Linked DNA regions of Danio rerio: all the other regions are linked to region 1. A link is a contact called in public Hi-C and HiChIP or PLAC-seq data. All regions are on one chromosome and are shown on one strand. Each heading gives the region's core, a stretch centred on a gene start, on an enhancer-like site or on the middle of the called end of the contact. The rest is flanking DNA. Distances are from core to core; before and after follow the strand shown.

Region 1 (2,700 bases), core at 180-2,679:
TAACTTGATGTAAAGCGAGCAAAGTAGCCAGAGTTAAACGGAGTGATAGAGACAGGTAAAGCGGACCTTACCTCTCTAGCTGAACTAGCCATTCATCGGGCTCGATCGGACTCGTTTAACGTCACGCAAAAGTCTAAACTCGTAACGTACTACATGACTGAGCAATGTTTGCTGGATAACTATGGTTAGGCATCACATCGCTGGCTAATGTCAGCCCCCCCTCCCCCGACAGGAAACCAGCCTGATGGCTAACTGACAACACGCTAGTCATGGGGCTTCATCATCATCGCCATCATCATCCTCATCACCAGCAGCGTTACCAACCAAACACTCCCATCAGACAGATGATGTGATCATAACGTTAAGTTACACTTCTCTAATCACCAGCTGGCCGACTTTCTGATGGTGTATAAAATCACTAGGCTTAGCAAAACACACACGACGTTTGCTCTAACAAGCTGACCTAACGTTAGTGTTGCTACACACGGGTTGCGTTACCGGTTTGACCACTAACAGGCTAACGTTATCCTAAAACTTGTGCAAATGCTTAGGGGGAGTGTAAAAGCACGCGGAGGTGATCGGACGAGCTAACAATGATCGCTAACTAACAGAAGAAAGTTATTAATCGGCTAGCCGTTAGGCCGAATAATCCTAGCCTGTAGCTTCCACCATTCACAGTTTGTAAACAAATCCACAGAGGCTATATGATCCATTTAGACCTCCACAAATGTCAAAGACTCACCTTTAATGGTGTGATCTTCATTTAAAGTCCCAGATCCAGTAAGGTAAAGCGACTGATCCAGTTTCTCTACGCTGCTTCCAATAAGACACCCCTAATGTACTGAGCCAGACGGGGCTAAACGCCTTCCTATTTGAGCTGACAGGTACAACAGCGTCTTTCCAGTTCGTGTTTGCCCGTGTCAGACTTCATTTGTGCGTTGATCATGGTTTATAAGTGGTGAAGTGAAGGCTAGCGGCTAGTTAGCGCTCTGTCTCAGTGACTTGAACGAACGCAGCTAACCAGCTAGCGCTCGGAAACGCGCATTGAAGATTCTTCGCTCCTGGAGAGGCGGAGACGCGAATTAACGGGGTTCAAAGGCAAAATTAGTCGCGAAAAAACAACGGCGTGAGGATGCCGTAAAAAGAGCTGCGTAAAAATGTGAACAAAACCCGTTAAGATTTTCTGTCAGTTTTCACAAAATGGCGCGCGTTCCAAACCTGCGCAGCGGACCGGCCCGGCGGACCCGAGACACGGACTACTAGCCCACCAAATATACTCCAGACATTCCGATTCTTTGTCCCCGATGTGGTTTTTAGTCCGACCCGGTTGGCGAAGGCTTTTCGAAACTGTCACTGTTAGGAGCGCGTGACTGCATTATTCCGGCGGGAAGCGAAAACATTTGAAAGATTAAAAAAGCAACTGACAAAATGGCGACAGCCTGGCCTGTTGCTATGGCAACTGTCAATCAAGCAGCCTAGTACCCGGATGCTCAGATGACGATTCGTAGGAGGGGAGCAGTAAAGGTTGTGTCAGTCAAGTAGAACTGTCATACAGAACACAATAGTTTAATCATTTCGCTAAAAGATACACAGTTTGGCCTGCATTTAATTTTTTTTCTATTAATAGCTTGCACAAAGTTTTTGAAAATCAACTGCAAAATGTTTGAATCAACCCAAGCACACTAAAAATGTAACGTTATACAATTTGTTATCAGCAAATACCATAAAGGGACTTTAGTATATCAGTTATGCTTTAAAACATCAGAATTGATATTTGCAGTTTTTAAAGATGATTAAAAACCAAGTAGCCTATGTTTGGGTTGGACTATAGTTTGGCTAATGTGTTGATATTGAATAGAAATTTTGCCTTATTTGTGTACCAGTTTTAGTAGCTACAAATTAATATGGTTGTTAAAGCAAAACCATGGCCTAACCTCAAAACCTGTTTATTTATTCATTAATTGCTTGAATAGTTTATTTCAGCAAAACATGCATGTGATAAATTACTCAAAATTTTGTAACATTAATGTTTTAAAACACCAGTTTAACAGTTTTTACCTTTAAACTTTAAACTTTTTATTGTGCGTTCTGCTTGGCACAGAAAGGAAATTTGTCTGTAACACTGGATTTAAGACAACAATTCCATACATACAACCACCACCCAATAACAACACTCATCAAGACAACAACAGAAGTAAAAAATGTAAAAACCACCTTAGCCCCATACATATTTTCCGCAGGTTTAATGTTGTTGTTGTTGTTTCAAAAAGACCACTACTCAACAAACACGGTGGATTCCTTTATAATCCCACTATATAAAGTTTTGTATACCATTGTTTTTGGGAACCAAAAGTTCCTTCCCAAACCCCCAAAAAGGAATTAATTAAATAAATAAATAAATAATAGATCTAATTATACTCCCAAACACTAGAATATGGAAGTACCCTTTACTGTAGCTTCTGATCACACATAAAACATGTTGTTCAGCTTCACATCATATTTTCTAGTGCAAATGTTTACAAATTCTTAAATTATTTCAAAAGCAAAACTATGTTAGTTAAGAAGTTTTGTTTTCTGTGAAACCGATCTAAAAGAAACAAGTGCATTAAAGCAAAAACCTAAAGTCATAGGAACTGTGGTACGTAGTTTGTTCCTCCTGGGCTGAAATATCCATTTCCTTCTGCTAACAGTTTGTTGGCT
Region 2 (2,700 bases), core at 177-2,676, 160 kb after region 1:
AAAAAATTAGGACCACCTGCCTAAAAAGTGGTGGGTACTGGCAAAATGCCACTCAACTGCCAAAACCTGGAGGTGTGCTGTTAGGTCTGGAACCAAAATTGTCTAAGCAGATCCTTCAAGTAGGTTTTAGGGTGAAGCCACCAAAGATCAAACTTGTGTAATTATTACCATGGGAATTCGGAGGCCAAAGCAAAACCTACAACTATTCAACCTTTCCAAAACAACATGTACTGTATATTGTGGCAGACCACACTATCCTGAAAGAGGCCACATCCACCAGAGAACACCACTGTCCTGAAGGGGGTTTACCTGGTCTGAAACCATGCTTAGGTAAGTAGCATAAATATGATGAGCCGACCAGGGTTTGCCGCAGGACACTGCCATCACCAGGCTCCCTCTATTGGCTTGCCATTGTCCCACAGTGTATAATGGTGCCATCACTTCTCCTGGTAAATGGTGCAGATGTGCATGGCTATCTGAAGTAAAAGACTTATTACGTGACAATCTTCCACTGCTCCAAAGTTAATTTCAAACTACGCTGTATCATTGTTGGTGTGAATTATTAATAGTGAATTGAATTCTGAGTGACTTAAACAATTTTTTTTTCTGAGAGGTTAAAAAAGTGGTCACTGCAATAGGAACACTCAGTTTTGTTGTATATCAGAATTCAGCAAAAAAAAAATAAACTAAATAAACTTGCATAAGTTGCATAACAGCAGTAGGCTTACACATTAATCTGAGCACTATAAATTACACAGAATTAAATAGATTATTAAGGTGAAAAAAAGTATCTCCGTTTTACATGAGGTGCCTATTATGTTGTGGAATATTAAACAAACATAATAAATGTAACAAGAATGTATAATTTTCTTACTTAAATGTAAAAACAGAATAGTTATCCATTCATAAAACAAATATATAACTCATATAGTTTACCACCCGCAAGTAGTTCCAAACCTGTGAGTTTCTTCTTTATTCTGTTGAGCACAAAAGAAGACTTTCCTATTTTCCTCCCCAAGCAGGAAAAACAAATCCTATAGAAGTCTACGATTACATGTTTTCCCAGCTTTCTTCGAAATAACTTCTTTTGTGTTTAACAAGAATGCAGCCAAGTCAGACATGTTTAGAAGAGTGAAGGGTGAGCAAATTTTGACAGGTATTTTACCTCAGTTTTAAAAGAACAATATATTTAACAAGACTGAGCACTTTAAATGGCTTATAAATTACGTAATAATTGGCTTTATTATTCTATATGGCTTACATTATACTTTCGGGCAACACAATGCGTTTTCTTTGCGCAAGGTGCTGAGGCGCACTACGCACATCACGCGTCGCGTCGAACGCACAAACTTAGTCTCTGATTGGTCGACAGGTATTCAACGTCAAGACTGCGTTCAACCCTTCGGGACGGTTCGCTCAACGGGTGAAGATGTGCTCTGAGCTGCGCGTCAGTGAAGCGCTCCAGAAGTTCTGCCACGGAAACAAGGTAAGCTAACGCCTTTCTAATGGATATACACCTGTCGTTAAGCTTGAATCGACTTTACTTTTTAAGTTAAGTGTGTGAATATAAATTATCCAACGCTGTCGTTGTGCTATTGGGTCTTGCGTAAAATATATGACGTGTCTTGATCGATAGACTGAGATAAAGCTACAAAAGTAGCCTATATATTTACATAGTTTTTAATGTGAGAGAAGTACTCTCTGGTTGATTTTGAGGGATTACCGAAACTATTTTCAAATGAATGGTGGAACACAATTTAACTTAATTAACTAAAGTTAGTTAATGTATAGGTTCATTAAGATACTTATGGTTCCATTGCGTTTATAATGTTAATGCATTATAACAGTACAATTCAACAAAAAACAAACTGAAAGCACATGAATCCCGAGACAGCTGTGCTTTTACCATCGCAAACAGGACTACACCACATTATCCTGTTTATTAAATTCAATTACAAGTTCAAGAAGTCAACTGATAAACTCTTGAAGCTCTAAAGGGCTCATTGTGGTTAAATTGGCATGAACAGAAGAAACAAATGGCCAAAAGTGCGACTTAAAGTTGATATGTAAAATATAGGCCTGCTGCTTTTCAAAAACTGCAGTTTGCCTCTTAAGAACTTATTAAATTTAATTCACCCTAATGCAATTTGCAATGAAGAGCTTCATTTGATGAGCCAAAACGTCTTCAGTCAGACACAGGATTCAGGATGTGGAATTACAGCAACAAATATTGCCAATCAATCAGCATGTTAAACCCTTTACTGATGAGCTAAATATGTTTTATTTTCTCTCATTCTACCAAATGCTTAATCATAATTGCAGACTTCACATTAAAGAACTTGCATTTCAGTTACCCATGCTTATTAAGCTCCTAACCAGTGTAAAGTATTTAAATCTCATTGCTATTTCATTGTCATGGCTGTTTGTATAATGTTATTAGGCTGCCTTTGTCATTTCTTTAAGGCTTGTTTTGATCAAGGTGTAACCCAGAGTAAATAGTGTCTCAGTGAGCTGTTTTCAAATATTTGCAGAGCTAACTTGACATGCTGGTGTCTTAAGCAATAAATACAGTCATATGGTCTTGTAAGGAACTTTTTTAAAGACAAATGCACACAGTGTGTGTGTGTGTTTGTAGCTACATAGATATAATCTTATAATGTTAATAGAACATATTAAGTCCATTTTCCTGACATTACCCCT
Region 3 (2,700 bases), core at 5-2,504, 240 kb before region 1:
GACTGGGTCCAGTTTCGGCTTTGGTACTCATTCATTGTATTTTATTGTAAAGCATCTTATAGAAAATATTCATTTAAAGGGGAGCTCTGTGAGGGGTGTTCTCGTGTTTTTCAAGTATAAAAATACATTTCACTCCAATTCATACAGTTATGAATTAGTATGTCATCGGTTATCAGTGATGATATTTTTAACAAATTAATACATTTTAAAATAATTAATATTAAATTTGTCTTATCACAATTGCACAGACGGATTATGTTTGACTGATGTATGTAAACTTGATCAACAAACACAAAAAATGTGAGTATTCATTTGTGGTCGCTGAAATAAAAGATATTTTTAATACTTGTGAAATATTTAATGCTGAAATAAACTGATTTAAAAAGTAAAAAAAGAAGTTCAGCCAAGCATAAAATAACCTAAAATTTTAGATAGTTTTTTTAGGGGTTTTCATAGCTTGTGCATCAAAGGGTTAAACTTTGTATTTATTTAATATGAATTTATTCATCACCACATTGTTTTTTTGATCTATTGAAATTTTGAAAATTATAATAATATTTTACTGCCTCTTTCCACCCAAGTCAATATATATAACAATATAACAATATATATTGGGTTACTTTGCGTTACTTAGTTAATTTTTAAGTATGTGAAATGTTAAAGTATGTGTTAACTTATTTCTAAGTAAGTTATTTTTTAGATTGAAAATGCAATATATATATTTATATATATATATATATATATATATATATATATATATATATATATATATATATATATATATATATATATATATATATATATATATATATATATATTGTTATTGCTATAATATATTGTAAGGTAAAAATAATTCATCCCTCTATATATATATATATATATATATATATATATATATATATATATATATATATATATATATATATATATATATATATATATATATATATATATATATATATATATATATAATCTTTTGTTTACCCAACACTGCTTTTAAGCATTAAATAAGTATACATGTTTGGTCAGCGTTAGACAGATCTATTTCCCTAAAAGGAGTGATTTGACAGCTCTGTTGGTGATGAGTCGACTCTTTTGGATCTTTGTGGAATCCAGCATCGACTCTTTCCTCTCGCGAGTCGCGGCGCTGCCAATCGCAGGCGAGTAGAGTAGAGTAGAGCAGCCTGGAGTCGAGTGTAGTGGAGTTGTGTCCCTGTGGCCGCCATTAAAGGATGCGACCAATGTATTCAAACAAACCAGTGAGACACAGCTGAGCGCTGCACGGCACAGCCTCTTTTAACTGCGCTTTTTAATCCACGACGCTACACTTTTTATCACCAACTTCTTCGCGAATGGCCGTCAACGACAGCCCGACAACGACCTGAAGAGGAGAGTGTGATTTTAGCGAGATTTACAGCTGAACTCTTCTGTCTTGAACTGTTTGTTGCTGCCTCGCTTAGCCAAGGCTAACATCCAGCTAGCCTGATGCTAGGCTAAGCTAAAGGGGGAGGGCTGAATTCACCTCCCTACCCCCTCGGACTGCTGTACTTGCATATTATTTAATGTAGCGAAATCCGCGGGGAGAACAGCATATCTCGCCGCGGATCATGGTAAAGTTTTTAGCGCATTTTTCTTGGTAACGTAAGCGAGTAACCTCTAGCGGAATAATAGCGGAGCTAAGCTAATTAGCTCGCTGGACGCGGAGCCGTCCTGCTGATTGTGTCCGAGACACGGAGACCCGGTCCAAAAGCCTCGATCGCATCATCTGTTCCTGGGATCTGAAAGAGAGGATGGCTCGCCGGACTGCGCTTTGATGATGAGTTCTTGTTTTGTACCCAACGGGGCGAGCCTGGAGGACTGCCACTCCAATCTATTCTGTCTGGTAAGAGATCAACTGACTGTGGGCCAGAAGCCATTTTTAGCCGGCCAGTCAATCAAACAGAGGCCTGTTGCTCTTTATACGAACTAAACACCCGCTTTATAAACGTATGTTAGGCGTTCAGGTGTGTTATGGTGTTGTGTAAACGGAGGTTTGCGTGTGGGATGCGGCTTTGTTGTGTTATTTGGGTCGTGTTTGCTAACGTTGGTAAACACTTGCTGAACTTACTGACTGGAACAAGTAGTTGGCATGAAGTATCTCTGAAGTGGAAAAACAGCTTCAGGGAAAGTGATGATGTACAACAGCAGCAGTGCAAAATCAAGACGCTGCAAGCATAACAATTGGTTATTTTGAGATTTCTTTCATAACCACTACTTTTCAGTGTTTATCTCGTCGCAAGTGTCTTTTAGTTCTCATCTACAAAACATTTTCCTCTTAGAAGGAGTCTGGATTTTTTAGTTCAGTAGCACTTGCAATGACTAAACTTTCCCAATTATATTCTTATCCTTTTTATAGCTTTGAGAGAGAGATTTATTTATATAGTCTATAGTAGCCAGATTTTTATATATATATATATATATATATATATATATATATATATATATTTCTTGGTTTGCTTATGGAGTGGTAAAAATATAAATTTGTAAATAAAATTATGACATAAAAGGTAAATATTTACGTGATGTTGTTTGCATGTTTTGATCATGTGTTTCATCACTTGTTTACAAGTCAAATTTAATTTGAAAAAGTGTTAATATTTTTTTACAAGAAAAATATAGTATTCACAATAACATGATTTAAAGCACAGATGCTCAATGTAT
Region 4 (2,700 bases), core at 75-2,574, 210 kb after region 1:
GTTCTCAGAACCTTCTTTGAAGAATCAAAAAACTAGCATCAAATCAGTAAATAAAAACAAACCTATTAAGAAATGACAAACTGGTTGTGACAAGAACAGCACATCTGCACAAAGCATCAAGTCTGACAACAATCTATTTGATTTTGTGTCGGTTTGTCCCATTACCTATTTTCTTACATGTCCAGAAGCGCCGTGGACTTGGTGTAATCTGGGATGAACCACCACACAATGAAAATGTGCCTGTGATTAGATGAATCAGTATTTCAGGTATTTTTGGGAGTAATGGACAATGTGTGCTCTGGACCAAAGAAGAAAAGAATCATTCAGTCTGTTACCAACAAAAAGTCCAAAAGCCAAGGTGCGTCATGGTATGGGGTGCTGTCAGTGCCCTTGGCAAAGGTAACTTGGACTTCTGTGATGGCACCATTAATAGTGAAAAATATAGAGATGTTGGAGCACAATATGCTGCCTTCTTTTCCAGGAGGCCCATGCATATTTCAACAAGACACTGCAAAACCAAATTCTGCATACATTACAAAGTCCTGGTTGTGGAGGAAGGGGATACAGGTGCTTAACTGACCTGCCTGCAGTCCTGTCCTGTCTCCAATAGAGAATGTGTGGCACATTTTAAAGTGCAAAATGAGACAACAAAGATCCCGTACTGTTGCCTACTTTAAGACTTGTTTGCAAGAAAAATGAGACAAAATTATTCCGGAAACACTTCAACACTTCATGTCAGTCTATGAACATCTTTTAAGTGTTGTGAAAAGGAATGGCAATATTACATAGTGGTAAATGCATAACTGTTCCAACTTTTTTGAAACATGTAAAAATAATCTAAATTGGAACATGTATTTATTTTGAAAACAAAACAAAACTAAACTAAAAATAAACAACAACTATAAATACCATGACAAACAAATTAAATGTTTGTTGAATTGGCTGCAATAAAATACAAGTCAAAATAAATGTAGAATCCCTACCTTCTTTTTTTATTTGCGTTTTCCATACTGTCCCAACCTTTTCTGATTTGGGACTAGAATGAATGGTAATAAAAGTAGCTTATTTAGCTGAACTTTCATTTCAACAAATAAAGCAGCCCTGCAAAAAACAGTGTACTTTGTACTTTTTCAGTACTTTGTACAGACGTTTGTTTGTTTGTTTGACGCCAATAAATGATTCCTTAATTGCATGTAATAGGATAATTTAGATTTTTTTTATATGCAGTGAATAAAGCTGCCTTTGCGCATGTTGGCCCATAGGTTTGGCCTGAGCTTTGTTGCATTACACCGTTCTGTCCAGCAGGCGTCAATACCATGCAGTGTTTGGACTGAATCATCGTTTCTCCCATCACTTCTTTAAACAGTCTGGAATGTTCTGGGACTCCGTGGATCGATTCTTTTAGAACATTCTGCACGTTTATAGGCTGACTTCAGCAGGGAAAAGTTCCGATGATGTGATTGGCTGCAGTGCTCGGTTCATGTTCTGGACTGTTCTCTGGAAGTGTTAAAACGCATCACAGCTCTCTTCTGCTGCCAGACAGAACTCGTGTGCGCATTTCTCGAGCTGCTACACCACAGGTGATTCACAGACTCGGCAGTATTACTGGTGAGAAGTATTTTGATTTTTAATATTATTGTCATGCATTGAAACTTTAACAGTCATTTATGCATGCTATTACGCTGACTGATACATAAAATTAGCTGCAATCCGATAGTTACTTAGCATCTTAATGGGCTTTTGTTGTTATTATAAAATTGCTATGAAAATCACCATTTCACATAAACCTAATGTCATTGTAAACAGTGAAAGTGAGTGACGCTGTCATTTTCGCAACATCTGCTCGAGGACGAGAAAATAATCTGAAAACAAAAGTTTCATGTTTTGAGCGATGTGTGTTTATGTTAATGTGTTATTCAGGCACTGCAAACATTAAATAGTTTGCAAACATTAAATCAGTTTGCTCACAAACCGTCAATAATTATACGGAATGTTCTCGAACGTTAAGAATTTGTGGTATTTGAACGTTTTCGAAAGGTTTTGCGTGCGCACGCGCTTAATAACGGTACTTTATCCCATTGAATGTTCTGGAAAATCATTCCAGTATCTATAATCGGTCACTTCCAACTCTTAAAATCCTACAATACTTATGGAAATCACGGATGTTGCATAATAGTTTGGACTCATCTCGGAGCAAACAGGGCAAACGTTTATCCAAAGCGACCAGAAAATAACACTGATTTATCATAGAGAGAAAAAAAACAGTGCCAAAATAAAGTTAAATGTGTTCAAGTTAGGAAACAAAGTTTGAAGTTCAAGCTAAAAACGAGATGCATTTTAAATAAAAGTAAATACATTTTTTATCAGGATGCAGTGAAAGAAAGAGTTTTACAAAAAATCAAGAGGTCATTCTAGATCCCTTTTCATGAGTAGAGCATGACATTATATATATCTTAACACTGAAATGGAGGTCTTCAGGGATTTGTATGCAAGTCCGTTAGAAAAGCTAATATAAATAAATACAAAATAACCTTCTGTATCCTACAGAAGAGAAAAGTCAACTACATCTGGGATCATTAGATGAAGGATACATTGAACAAATCTATTGGATTATATTAAATCTTCTTAGATTAAAAATGAAAAAATCTTAATTGCTTATAGTTTAATTTTAAGCTGTCTTAAACAATCATTAATTTTTTT

The links. A called contact is a pair of places that touch in the nucleus more often than the background predicts. HiChIP or PLAC-seq counts read pairs in DNA pulled down with a chosen protein or histone mark.
Region 2: a contact with region 1 is called in an H3K4me3 HiChIP or PLAC-seq map of gastrula embryo, with 3 times the contacts expected there. The contact joins the promoter of sytl2b here to the promoter of dyrk1ab in region 1. A contact is called at or near these places in 2 of 4 datasets of contacts at active chromatin or transcription factors (embryo and gastrula embryo).
Region 3: a Hi-C map of hematopoietic stem cells shows a contact between it and region 1, with 4 times the contacts expected there. The contact joins the promoter of med13b here to the promoter of dyrk1ab in region 1. A contact is called at or near these places in 1 of 18 Hi-C or Micro-C datasets (hematopoietic stem cells) and 1 of 4 datasets of contacts at active chromatin or transcription factors (embryo).
Region 4: a contact with region 1 is called in an H3K4me3 HiChIP or PLAC-seq map of gastrula embryo, with 2.5 times the contacts expected there. The contact joins the promoter of hspa8b here to the promoter of dyrk1ab in region 1. A contact is called at or near these places in 1 of 18 Hi-C or Micro-C datasets (an unstated tissue) and 2 of 4 datasets of contacts at active chromatin or transcription factors (embryo and gastrula embryo).

The regions. Positions count from the first base shown.
Region 1 is chr15:22,338,476-22,341,175 of GRCz12tu, reverse strand. It overlaps dyrk1ab (dual-specificity tyrosine-(Y)-phosphorylation regulated kinase 1A, b), which reads right to left and starts at 1,429. Exons shown (of 11, transcript NM_001347831.1): 1 at 743-1,429.
Region 2 is chr15:22,179,177-22,181,876 of GRCz12tu, reverse strand. sytl2b (synaptotagmin-like 2b) reads left to right here and starts at 1,426. Exons shown (of 19, transcript XM_696185.11): 1 at 1,426-1,486.
Region 3 is chr15:22,579,292-22,581,991 of GRCz12tu, reverse strand. It overlaps med13b (mediator complex subunit 13b), which reads left to right and starts at 1,254. Exons shown (of 30, transcript NM_001083838.2): 1 at 1,254-1,882. The coding sequence starts at 1,814.
Region 4 is chr15:22,131,433-22,134,132 of GRCz12tu, reverse strand. It overlaps hspa8b (heat shock protein family A (Hsp70) member 8b), which reads left to right and starts at 1,324. Exons shown (of 9, transcript NM_001200012.1): 1 at 1,324-1,608.